Regions from separate parts of the Sus scrofa genome. Here region 2 is linked to region 1. A link is a contact called in public promoter capture Hi-C data. All regions are on one chromosome and are shown on one strand. Each heading gives the region's core, a stretch centred on a gene start, on an enhancer-like site or on the middle of the called end of the contact. The rest is flanking DNA. Distances are from core to core; before and after follow the strand shown.

Region 1 (6,515 bases), core at 1,718-4,217:
AGTTTATAATTTGAAAAACTTTGATACCAACTCAGTTTATTTTCAGTATGCTCAGTACTACATTTTACCAACAGATAAATGGACACAGGAGTATACGTATCATCACAAAAATCCGAGTTCTCTCCAAAAAACTACAGTTTTTGGCTTAAGGCGTAGATATCTTAAGGAAAGAAATGAATAGCAAGTTCAATTTAACTAAACACAGGTTAAGGGATAATTAAAAAATATCTCCACATATAAAATAAATAAATATTAAATTTAATCCATAATTCTAAAATCGACACAAGGAAATTTTTAAATTCTCAACTGAAAAAAGAAGAAAGAAAAGAACCTGGAGCTAAAGATTAGACATCTTGAACTACAGTCCTATCAAGTTCATCCCTAAACTAATTTGGGAATGCCTTAATTTCCATGTGCCTTGTTTTCTCACCTAGAAATAGGGAGGGACAAAATCTGCCCTACCAATTTTACAGGGATTTGAAAGGATTAAATAAAATAATAGATGTGAAAACACTCTGAAAATTTAAAAACACTGTATCAAGAATTACAACTCCAGTGAAAAGGAAAACCCCTAATTATCACAGTAATCTATAATTTGAGGAGACAGAAGTCTCAGGAAGCAAGCCTGTTTTAATCTTTTAATTAAAGTTACAACAGATGATTAACCTGATTCTTAAGACATTAATTAACCTGTTTCCCTAATGATTAAATCTGGAAGCCAATTAGAAAAGTTAGTTCCCATAAAGTGTCACAAAAAAGATCTGAGGAAGGATATCAATAGTAAACATGCACCAATTTTAACAGATTTCACAAAATTCAACTACAGCGCAAAGAAATCTTCAATTTCCCACATAACCTTTCAACTTCCCTCAGTTTCAAAAAATACTATAAAAATGTGAAGTCCAAATTACCATCTCTGCATGACACAAATTATCAAAATTAAATTTATGTTGGCAACCTATCAATACTAACAGACCTGTAAGCAAGAAACAAATGTCTGAGTGAATCCCATTTTTGAGAAGACTCAGCACTAATATCAAAAGAAACAGCCTCCTGGGGTATTCTGTGAAATGACTGAGTCATTAAAAAAACAACAAAAAAACAAAATGGTGTTTTGAGTTTCATTTCACATTACACTTAGAATGTATGAACACGTTCTTATTACCATATACAAAAGTATTATTTTATTCCATACCTTCTGCCAAGGATCTGCTTTACTTTCATTACTGTGTTTGAAATATTCCTTATTCTACTTTGTTTTGCTGCCAATCCAACAACCTGAAAAAGAGTAATGTATTACAACGCATGTAATCTTTTACTTATTTCAAAGTACAAAAATGAGGGGAACAGTACCTCTTCATTTTCTGTGTAAGCAACAACAGCTGGAGTAACTCTGTCACCGGCGTCGTTTGCAACCACATCAGCCCGTCCATCCTGGAGAAAAATACCCAACTACTACATTAGTTCTTTTGAAATGAAATATACAGTGTCTTTAGATAGAAACATATGTGGGCCAGTGTTACTTTGACATATACGTGGAGAGAGAAATTGCTTTATCAAAAAAATTTTTTTCCTGGCTGCACCCTAGGCATGTGGAAGTTCCTGGGCCAGGGATCCCTGCGGCTGCAGCGACAATGCTAGATCCTTAACCTTGCTGGGCCACAGGGGAACTCCTTTTATCAATTTTAAAACATGTAGGTTTTATTTGTCATTATTTAATTTCCAGATTTTAATAAGGCCAGCATTCCACAAAAAGCTGCTTCATTTTTTTCAGTCTTCTCTGCGTAGTTGATAACAGACCATACGTAACAATCTATCTATATATACAATAAAAAGTCTCATTACACTACCCTTTCTACTGCTCTTCCTTCCCCTTTAAAGGCATCTTCCTCTCCTTTTTCTACACAGGATGAAGGAGCACTAATCCCTTTGGCTTTTCCTTACAAATCATTTGACATTGAAACGTGAGACTAATATCAGGTGTGTATCATATTAGTTCCTTCCGCCTCCCCATTGATGAGAGAAAGGCCAAAACTCCTCGTTCGGCTCTCATTTCCAGACAGGACAAGTGAGTAAAGCACACACCATCAACCTTGCTTCACACGCTTCGCGAGATCAACAGCTCATTCTTGGCTAATGTCCAGAAATCTCCGGGTACCAGACGTTCAGGTCCCCCTCGAAGCCTCTGGCAGCCCTGATGTTCCTGAGACCCTCCGGGCCTGCTACGCCCACGCTGTCCCCGGGACGCCTCCCTTAGGGCCTCCTGCACCCACAACGTTCCGAGACCCTCAAGGCCCCCTGAATCCATAACGTCCGCGGGCCCGCCCCCCTCCTGAGGCCCTGACCTCTCCGAACCCCGCGCGCCCCTGCCGCCCGCCCCTCCACCAGCGCGCAAACCTCTCCAGAGAAGCCACAGGGGACGAGGCCAGGTCCGCCCAACACTCAGCCCTGAAACCTTCCCGCAGTATCGCTTCTTCGCCCGACATCCGTAGGCCGGCGACACGCGTTCCACCCAGCCCCGCAGGTGACCAAAGGACTTGGCTTCGCACCCAGAGAACGGGGTACCCGCAGCCCAGCTCCCCAAGCCCCTCACCTTATAGACGGCCACACAGGCTGATGTGCAGCCCAGGTGAACCCCGATGGCCGCCATGAGGCGGCAAGAACGGCGGCAGCAGTGAAAAGCGGCTCCCCTGTGGCAAGAGCGCCCGGCAGCAGAACAGCCCCATCAGGCACCGCGGAGACTTCACGTTCCCGCCCGCCCCCTGCGTCCGGTTCCTCGGCCGCGGCCTCCCGCGTCGCCACCAATCAGCGTGAAGGTCCCGCCTTCCCTCTAGAACAATGGGCAAATAGCTTTAGGGCTCTCTCTCCGCTCAGGGGGGCGGCCCAGCGTGAGTGCTAATGCGCACGCGCCCGGTCGGGGAGGGAAGGGAAGAGACTCCTTCGCTCCGCCCCTTTCCATGCCCTTTTCTTGAGAGCCAATGGAAACTCACGGATGAGTCGCGTCATTTGTCCTAGCAACTCCGGGCAGGTTCTTTACAAGCCCTTGCATTGAGCTCCTGCGTCTGGGTGCAGCCTCGGAATCTAACAGCCCAGCTGTTCCTTACGCCCGTGGTTGGTCGTTTGGAGCTGCTGGTTGAGCATGTGGTGTGGGAGCCCAGCTGCCATGGTGGCCTTTTGCGCCGGACTTTGGTTCTCTAGCCCGGGGCGGGCGCAGGGCCAGGAGGCCGGGGGTCGGCCGGGCGCCGACTGTGAAGGTGAGCGGTGTGAGACCTGCTTGCATGGCGGTGGCACCGCTTCGCAGCGCAGCTGTTGGGTTTGGCTTTTCCCGGCCCTGGCTATAAATAGCATTTCACTGAGGAGATGCTGGCCCTGGCCCAGGGTTCCGATCGCCTACGCCCAAACTTAGGCAAAAGTTCGAGCCGGGCTCAGGGACGTCTACAGTCCGCGTTCTACAGTTCGCGTTCTTGGTCCTGTTCTATAAAACTGCCGCAGTCAAAGCCGGTGGGTTTTGATTTGGATTCGGTTTTGCGCAGACGCCATGTAGATGCAGACGACCCTGGCGCCAAATGGATTCGGCTGCTGTAACCACCTTTCCACGCACTGGAGAAGCCTTTCAATTTCAAATTAGTTTGTAACTCCCCAAAGGACAAAGCATTACACATTGTCTAAATTGAGATAAAATGGCTTAAATCTCAGGACATAACTAACTTTTGTTAGGACTTCACAGGGAAAAGTTGCTTTACAAAGGAGTGTCTTAACGCTTTAGAAAGAGGAGGAATAGAAAAGAAAGATTGCTTTTTTGTTGACAGGGTCTCCGCTGGGGACTTAGAGTCGGAACACGTGGGTCTACGTCCCACCCAGCCTTCTGGCTCTGAGGCCATTGTGCCTGGTTTCTTGCAAAATCGACGTGAAAATACCTATCTCAGAGGGCTGTTAGCAAGAAGATAATTAGCCACGCTAGCCCTTTCTCCCAGACTACAGTAGCACTTTTTGTATTTCACTCATTGAAATGATTACTTTAAATGTATATCCGCTCACCCTTCTGTGATCTTGCGAATCTATTCTTCCTTAGCAGGAAATTGTAGGTGCACATCTAGGTTGAATGAATGGGTGAGTATAGACTGTACTATAACTGAATCAAGTCTTCACAATTGGAGTCCAGATTTCTAACAGCCTTGCAATAATTAAACTTTTCTCAGAAATTCAAAGTATCTACAGGCTGTTAAACTTTAGATACAGATATTTGCCCAGCTAAGTTATAATTTTGTTGAAAGATCCCTTATAACTGGGTCCTACACGTTTAAAGTAGAATTTGTGAGGCATAAACAATTAGTTGGATTTGTCATCAGTAATTTAATTTCTGGAGCTTCTACTTACAAACATTTCAGAAGAGCCGAAGCATCTGGATTAATTAAATGTGACGCTTCTAACGTCTTTCCTGAATGTATTAAAGCATATTGTAATTATTAACTTGTATGTCTGACTAACCTGGGTGTATATTTCCTTTTGTTAAAGAAGTTGTGGAATCACAGTGAAGGAAATTCTGGTTTTAGAACAAGAAGAATCTGGCTCTATTTCTGCTTATTAGTCTTTATCACTAGCCAATTAATTTCCCCTCAGTGTGTAAGATTAAAATGCTCTACTCTATATACTGTAGGGCAGTATTTCCATTCGTTTTTTTTTTTTTTTTTGTCTTTTGTTCTTTTAGGGCCGCACCCGCAGCACATGGAGGTTCCCAGGCTAGGGGTCTGATCAGAGCTATAGCCTTCACTGGAGCCACAGCAACACGGGATCCAAGTCGCGTCTGCGACCTACACCACAGCTCATGGCAACACCGGATCCTTAACCCACTGAGCCAGGCCAGGGATCGAACCCGAAACCTCATGGTTCCTAGTCGGATTTGTTTCCGCTGTGCCACGACAGGAACTCAAATTTCTACTCTTACCTTGACTACTCCGTGGCATAGGATGCCACTGACTTCTTTGATCAGTAAAAAATTGATAGTCCATGAACCACTTGGGACCTATTGATGTAGTTTGTGAAGTTCACAAAGTATTTGGAAAAAAAAACCCATTTAAATTAATTGGCTACATATTAAAATTGGGAGACATCATATTCAAAAATTCAGATTTCTGGCTTACCTTGAAAACCAGGTTAGCAGTCAAGACTAGCCCCTATGTCCATACAGTTGGAAATAGCTGTGGCTAAACTTTCTAGAAAGGACATGTGTTCTTAAGGTTTTTGTTTTTCCTAGACTTGGATCGCTTTATCAAGTCGTTTTACTTGCCTGGGCCCTGTTTAAGTTTCTGAGCCCTACTTTAGGTCATGCGAAGCTTACTGGTGGGAAAAAAAAGTGTAAATGTTTTGGGTTTTTGGGGGGTTTTTTGTTTTTGGCCGCACGCATGGCATGTGGAAGTTCCTAGGCCAGGGATTGAACCTGCGCCACAGCAGAAATCTGAGCCTCTACAAATGACAAAACTGGGTCCTCAGCCTACTATGCCACAAGGGGATTCCATCCGTATCTCTTTAAAAGAATTGTGTTATGGGATTATTTAAACTTTTTTTTTTTAACTTTGAAATAATCATAGATTCACTTATGGGACTGATTTTAATAAAACCCTTCAACATAAGGTAAAAGGAATATGGTTATCTGGTTATAGTGATAGATATGTGCCAGGATCATTAAATTATTAATTCGTTAGGTGATCTCTAATGAGATTATTCTCTTCATGTAAGCTCAAGGAATAAATTTCCATTCTTATGGAAATAGAGTGATTTCTCTGTGGCATGGGACACCTTTGACTTCTTTCTTTTTTTGCCTTTGCTCCTCGTCTCTGTGCCCACTTGTTCGTAGTATCTTTGTGGGTTGCTAATTCGTTAGTCATGGCTTCAATATTAGAATTTTCCCCCGTTCTGCCCTCTGCCCTCCTCACTCTCTGTGCAATTAGAATTGACCTATCTATAGTCTGATTGATCCCAAGTGTTTATACCCACCCCAATAGTCAGTCTTGCATCCAATTGACTATTGGACATTTCTACTTAGAGATCTTATACCTCAAACTCAACAGAGTCACCAACCAAAATCATCGTCTCCTTCCCTTGTTAGTTCCCCAAACCACTGATGCTTATGGCATACATATATATAAAACTGGTCATCTCGACTAGACTTCTCCCTCTCCCTAGTCTCCAACACCCATCAAACACTGTGTCCACTGAGTCTACTTTCCAGTTGACTCTGCTCCCTTCTCCTTCCCCAGCTCCAGTGCCTTGTTACACACCTTCACCGTTTTTACCTGCCTTACGGCCACAGCAGCTCCCTCCCCCCGGCTGGGTAATCACCTTACTGCTTATTTAACATCTTTCAGTGATCTCCCAGTTTCCTCCAGGGAGGTGCCTCCCGCTTTCTTCTCCCACAGTATCTAGTACACATCTCATAGTGTTTAGAAATTGCCTTGGTCTCCTCCATGTGTGTACTCTTCGACAGTCAAGACTTTTTCCTCACCACATCCTCTCCA
Region 2 (6,515 bases), core at 2,911-5,410, 210 kb after region 1:
TCCCAGTTCAGCCAACAGGAAAATGGGAACCTCAGTCCTGCAACCACAGGGAACCAATTTCTGCCAACAGGATCTTGAACTCCAGACGAAACGAGTCACGAGTCCTGCCAAGATCTTGATTTCTGCTTTGGGGGATCTTGGGCAGAGGTTCCCTACTATTGAGTACTATTGACTTAGCTTTAGTTGTGCTTGACTGAAGCAATGATGAGCTAACATATATGGGCTAAATCTGTGATAATTAGTTATGCAACAACAGATGGTTAATACACTGCTCTAGAACCTGGTCAGTCTTAGCTTCTGTAGAGTCCTAAAGCCTTTGTCCTCCCCCACCCCCCACTTCTCGTTCATTCTTGGAACCAGAAACAAAAAAGCAGAAATCAAGGATGTACTTGAATCTCTCAAATCGGGACATGGGGCCAGTAGCAATTGATTGGATCTGTTGTGGGTTTAACGTTCAATTGCAAAGGGCTCTTGACTTTTTTATAACCAAAATGATTTCCCTTGAAATGACTGCAGTCACCTGTCACCGCTACCCTCCAGGTGTAGTTCCTTAACTCTGATGCAGGGGAAGGTTATTTCCAAAGAGGGCTATGACAGCTTCTCCAGTCGTATGTAGTATCCTCGTACCCAGGTCTAGGTGAGTAATGTGACAACTGCTTCTACTGTCAAGGGGTGGAGACCCTGAACTTTGGATTTGGATTTGGCTTAGCTCTGTGATTTTTTTTGGGGGGGGGGGGCTGTACCTGTGGCATATGGAAGTTCCCAAGCTAGGGGTCAAATCAGAGCTGCAGCTGCTGACCTACACCACAGCCACAGCAATGCCAGATCCCAGCTGCCTCTTCAACATACATTGCAGCTTGTGGAAATGCTGGATCCTTAACCCACTGAGTGAGGCCAGGGATCAAACCTTTATCCTCATGGATATTAGTCAGGTTTGTTACTGCTGAGCCACAATGGGAACACCCCAAAGTAAATATTTGATCCCACTGTTTTTGGTTTAAAAAGAAATACTGCTTCCTGGAATTCCCATTGTGGCTCAGGGGATTAAGGACACAATGTTGTCTCTGTGAGGCTGTGGGTTCGATCCCTGGCCTTGCTCAGTGGGTTGAGGATCCAGTGTTGCCATGAGCTGTGGTGCAGGTTGCAGATGTGGCCCAGATCCAGTGTTGCTGTAGCTGTGGTATAGGCCACAGCTGCAGCTCTGATTCCACCCCTGGCCCAGGAATTTCCATGTAAGTGCAGCTGTAAAAAAATAAAAAAAGAAATAATGGTTCCTATCCAAAAATGAGGCCAAAACTGAGAGCCCATGGGCATTAATACCCGGTCTATGGAGTAAGCTGCACGCTTCTGTTTTTCTTCAGGGCAGGGCAAGGCTGTGTGGTCACTTATCACACCGAGACACTCTGTGCACTGCACTGGCATCATAGACATTTGTCCAGGCTGCTTTGGGGTGACATTACAGGCTCACTGGTGGGTCAGTGCTTTTCCAGGGATAGTCTAGAATCTAATGCATACCTCTCGTGTTAGTCTGCTGGAGCTGCTGTAACAGTGGCTTAAACAGCAGATGTTTATTTTCTCACAGTTCTGGGGGCTGGAAGTCCAAGATCAAGGTGTCAGCAGAGTTGGTTTCGGGTGAGGCCTATTCCCGGCTTGCAGATGAAACTGCTTTCTCGCTGTGTCTGCTGTGTCCTCGCATGGCCCCTGTGTGTATGCAGAGAAAGAGCACTCTTTGCTGTCTCTTCCTCTTCTTATAAGGTCGCCAGTCCTATTGGATTAGGGCCCCACCATCACGAACTCATTTAACCTTAATCACCTCCCGAGGGCCCTATCTCCAAATACAGCCACATTGGGGGTTGGGGCATCAACAGATGAATTTGGGGAAGACACAGTTTCGTCCCTAATATTTCCTATATGCCAGACACTAGGTTAAACAGGAGGATGGAAAGATGTATATATATCAAGTATAAACTCTGCTCAAGGAGGGCATATATTTATGATCCAGGGCATGCATTACAAGGCCATGCCAGGTATGGGAGGGGCAGAAAAGGTCAATTCCATGTGAACAGGTCAGGAAGTCTTCTCAGAAGAACTTGGGTCTCAGAGAGGAGAGGAGCTCTTGGGAGTTTGGGGGAGGCAGGTGTGTTAGGCAGAGGGGAGTTGTGTGTTAAAGCCTAACTGATGACAGATTCCTTCATCTAGTCTTCATATTCAAAAAAACAGGGCCAGTTAGCAAATACAGCACTCTGGCTGAGTGGAGCCAAGTGTGTTTGTTTGGGGGATGTAGCAAGAGCACAGGGAAGTTGTCAAGGCGGTATCAGGAAGCATGCTGCTCAATGGGGTACTGTAGGAAGGAGCTTGAACTTGTGTACTGGAGTTTCCTCTGTGGTGCAGTGGGATTAGTGAAAATCCTGGGATATGGATTCCATCCCAGGACTGGCACAGTGGGTAAAGGATCCCCCGTTGCCACAAGTGCAGCTTAGTTTGCAAATGGCTTGGATTTGATTCCTGGCCCAGGAACTCCATGTGGCCAACCACCTCACCCCCAAACTTGCGTGCTGCTCTATGGGGTACTGTAGGAGTGAGCTTGAACTTGCATGCCGGTCTATGGGGTACTGTAGGAAGGAGCTTGAACTTGGTCATGTAGTAGGACTTGGACTTGGGCACGCATTAAAGGGTTTTAAGAACAGATTTGCATTTGGGAAATTCACGGGGGAAGCAGTTTGGAGGAAAAGCATTTGTGAGATTGAAGGCTAGGAACAGTTGGGAGGCTACTGCTAGAGTGCAGTGGTAGACCCTAAAGGGCAACTGTGGCAGAGCTGGGGGGATGGGGGTGTGGGGCAGGGGTGGGGGTGGCTATGGAGGCATCACCTAGTATGTGCAGGACTTGAAATTGACTCTCATGTGGAGAGTGGGGAGAAAATCTAGGTTGGATCCCAGGTTCTGGTTTTGGTAGCTGGTGGACCCATTGTCAAGAATAGAAACAACACAACTCAGAATGGGAGAGAAGTAAGACTTGTGGGAAACTTGTGGATAAAGTTCATACAGGTGCGTTTCTTGGGCTGGGAGGGAACTCCTCTTTCTAAATCCTGTGGCAGGTGACCCCACTCCTCAGTGGGCTTCAGGCCTGGGGATGACCAGGGTCTTAAAGTGCTGTGGCCTGAAAGCATCTTTGGACTAAGTCATTTGTTTGCTGAAATTCATAATTGATAGGACTTTTCTGTGTGATCATGACCCAAGCTGTTTCAGTCAGAAAAGCTTCCCCATAAATCAGCCCTTATTCATCTGTTGCCAAGAAAATTAAAAAGCTTTTGATCTAAAAATCCATTACCTGCTGTCTTTACTGTTTGTGACTTTGAAACAGATATCTCTCATTTTTGTACCTGCTGTGATTCGGGTAGATTGTAATCTAAGAATCTTAGGGTTGGGCAGAGAAGCCATTTGCTGTAAGAGCGCTGAGAAAAACGAATATCAGAGGGGGAAAAAAAAGAGGTAAAACAAACCCTTTTCTCCTTTTGCACAAGTTTAAATCTCCAATTACCCTTTGATGAGCGGGGGAGGGGGAAGAATCTGAGCAAATTCCTCTGTCACTGGGTTTCAGGCTATGGTTTGACAGTAAATGTGAACCATTTCAACAAATTTGATGCGTCTCCTCCTCATTCCCTTTGAGTTTGCTTCGGTCACGTCTTGGCAGAATTTAAATGGGGACAGCCTCTCTGAATGTTACAGGCGCGGAGTGGAGGTGGAGACCAGACACCCACCAGCCAAACGCTCCCGCGAACTCGTGTGTGTGTGTGTGTGTGTGTGTGAGAGAGAGAGAGAGAGAGAGAGAGAGAGAGAGACAGAGACAGACAGAGAGAGAGATCTTTAATCGTGGGTCCCGCAAACGCGTGCCTGCCGCCTTTAATTTCCCATTTCGCTCTCACTCATCCGGTGACACTCAGCTGTTGTTGTTGTTGTTGTTTTTTTCCCTTCCAATATTCCCTCTCCTGGGAGAGTTTCCGAAGCCAACCAGCCTAAAACCAGATAAGGAAAACCTCCCGGAACCTAATCCGCGAGACTCTCCCAGCACAGTCCCCCCGAGGCCCGGGTCCCGAGCACCGAGCTTCAGCCAGCGCGGCGGGGCGTGTCCGGGGCGTGTCCGAGGGCGTGTCATCAGCAGACTCGCCCCACCCTCTCCCCGCCCCGTCGCTTAATTCGGACGCGCGGGGCCGCCGGGTGTGAAAGAGCCGCCCTGCGCCGGACTGGCAGTCGCCGACGCCGTTTGAGCCGCCGCCCGCGCCGCCTCCGTCCGCCTATAGCCGCCGGGCGCCTCCGTGGACGCCCGGAGCGAGCGCCGGGAAGGGCGCCGCGCGCCTTTGTGCGCGCGCAGAGGTGGGTTTGCCTCCCGCACTTACTTTGCACACAAAGACTAGGAGCTCGGGGGAGGCGGGGTGCCCGCCGGGGCCACTGCGCGGCCGCCCGCCCTGCCTCGACTCCCGACCTGAGGGTCTCCGGGGCAGGAAGGGTCGCCGGGCTGCCCCTCCCGGCCTGCCCTGGGGCGGGAGGGTCCCTGTACGCGCGCGAGGACTGCACGCCGGGCGGTGGGCGTGCGAGGAGCCCGGGGCCACCCAGCGCCGTACCGGGGGCGGACGCGGGGCGCGGGCCCGGGGCGTGGCGGGGGGTCACGCGCAGTGGTTCTGGGAGCCCCGGGGTGCGGGGTAGCCGGGGGACGCCGCGAGGGAGGCGAGCCCCGGCGGCCACACTGCTCGGCTTATTGTTGCTTTCTCGGCCCTGAAAATGGAGAGACCCTGCCTGGAGCGGGGATGCGCTGCCCACCCGGTGCGCCGCACACGGCCAGATGCCGAGCCCTGGGCGCTGGGTTCGCCCCTCGCTGCCCGGGCGCAGCCGAGCCTCCGCCTGGGCAAACAAAGGAGGGGCTGCGGGGGGCCGGTTTGCCCCGCTGGTTTAAAGGTGACCCGGGCACTGTTTCCAAACAGTCTGCAAGTAACTTTTCCGTATTTGCTTCCTCTCCGCTTTTGCTCCTCCAGTGAACCCACTAAGTTGGGTGGACTCTGCACCCAAGTCCTAAAATTTTGATTCTCCTAACTTCTCTCCAAACATCTTCAGGTTCCTCACGGACGACGCGGATGCGTCGGGCCAGGTTTTGACAGGCTGTGTAGGGGATGGTAGCAGTCCCTCTGAAATGTGAAAAGGAATCCCGTTGAGGATAAATTACAGATCTTAGTCTCTGCAGCAAATCAAGATACCATACCCTCTCAGTGACCATAAAGCAAAGTTATTTGATTAAAGTGGGTGTGATATTAAAATAAATACAGAAAACGGGGGTGAGGCCTGTTAGACTTGCTAACAGGTTCTTGGTTTCTCCTCCGGACTCGTTCCCCCTCCAGCACTTTGGAGATTTTAGCTGTCCAAGTTGCCTTAAGTTGAAATAGTATCTGGAATTCCTGTCTAGAGATTTCTTAGTGCTGGTAGTTTCCAGTTTAAAACTTTTAAGTATAAAATTATATATGTTTATTAAAAATTTCCAAAGAAATATAGGAGGAAAAAGTCACTCAAATACTCAACCACCCAAACATACCCTGAGGATAAAGGCATCTTTGCTTCATTTATGGCGTGACAGCCGTTGTGAATGTGTGTGTGTGTGTGTGCGTGTGTGAATAAATGAGAGTTACTGATTATTAATCTTTATCACTCACATCAATCTAATTTATGATCTCTAATAGCCATAGTCTTCAACAGTGGCTTGCCAACAAGTTGTTTGAAATATATTTCCTTGTAGCCTGGCAAATAACCACCTGTACAGAAGGGGGAGGGAAGAAGTAGAAAAAACAATGCAAGTTCCACTTAAAATGGAAGAATGTAATACGACAGAAACATTGAAAATAATATTCTTTGGATTTTAGGAGTGGTTTGGGGTTGACTTTTTAAAATTTAATTTCTTTTATTTTTTAAAATGTTTTTAAATTATAGTTGATTTACCGTGTTTCTTCAATTTGTTGTACAGCAAACTGAACCAGTCATATACAAATCCCTCTGCTGTACAGCAGGAGTCCATTGCCTCTCCATTCCAGAGGTAACAGTTTGCATCCACCAACTCCAAACTCCCTGTGTGTCCCACTCCTTCCCACCCCTGAGTTTTTTTAAAAATAAAGGTAAGCCTTTCAGCTTTAAAATTATTTAAAATAGAATGGTATTCTGAGATTCTTGAGAATTATACCATGGAAAGGAGCTCTTTTCATAGAACAAGGCATAGCAGTGGTTTTGTAGGTGGTGACATGATTGCTTCTAAAAGACCTTGCATTGAGAAAGTAAAATAAGAAGGGTTTTCCTATGAGTAGTGGGTAGTTTTGAGGGTGTGTATTCGGTGAAAAACAAAAACAGAGAACACTTTGCTCAACCCGACATTGGGCCCCTGACGGCTTCTGTCATCACATTTATCTTCCACTTGTAAAATTGACCAACGTTGAATTTCTCCTGTTTGCAAAGTCACAAAGAGGCCTTGGAGACAAGTGTTT

Evidence for each region. Promoter capture Hi-C pulls out the DNA fragments that hold promoters and counts their contacts.
Region 2: a promoter capture Hi-C map of liver shows a contact between it and region 1, with 8 times the contacts expected there. The contact joins the promoter of FAM107B here to the promoter of CDNF in region 1. A contact is called at or near these places in 2 of 5 promoter capture datasets (both in liver) and 1 of 2 datasets of contacts at active chromatin or transcription factors (alveolar macrophages).

What each region holds. Positions count from the first base shown.
Region 1 is chr10:46,932,563-46,939,077 of Sscrofa11.1, forward strand. It overlaps CDNF (cerebral dopamine neurotrophic factor), which reads left to right and starts at 2,968. Exons shown (of 4, transcript XM_003130739.4): 1 at 2,968-3,254. The coding sequence starts at 3,140. It overlaps HSPA14 (heat shock protein family A (Hsp70) member 14), which reads right to left and starts at 2,741. Exons shown (of 14, transcript NM_001243393.1): 1 at 2,594-2,741; 2 at 1,354-1,434; 3 at 1,196-1,278. The coding sequence starts at 2,650.
Region 2 is chr10:47,136,616-47,143,130 of Sscrofa11.1, forward strand. It overlaps FAM107B (protein FAM107B), which reads left to right and starts at 4,161. Exons shown (of 4, transcript XM_021064842.1): 1 at 4,161-4,371.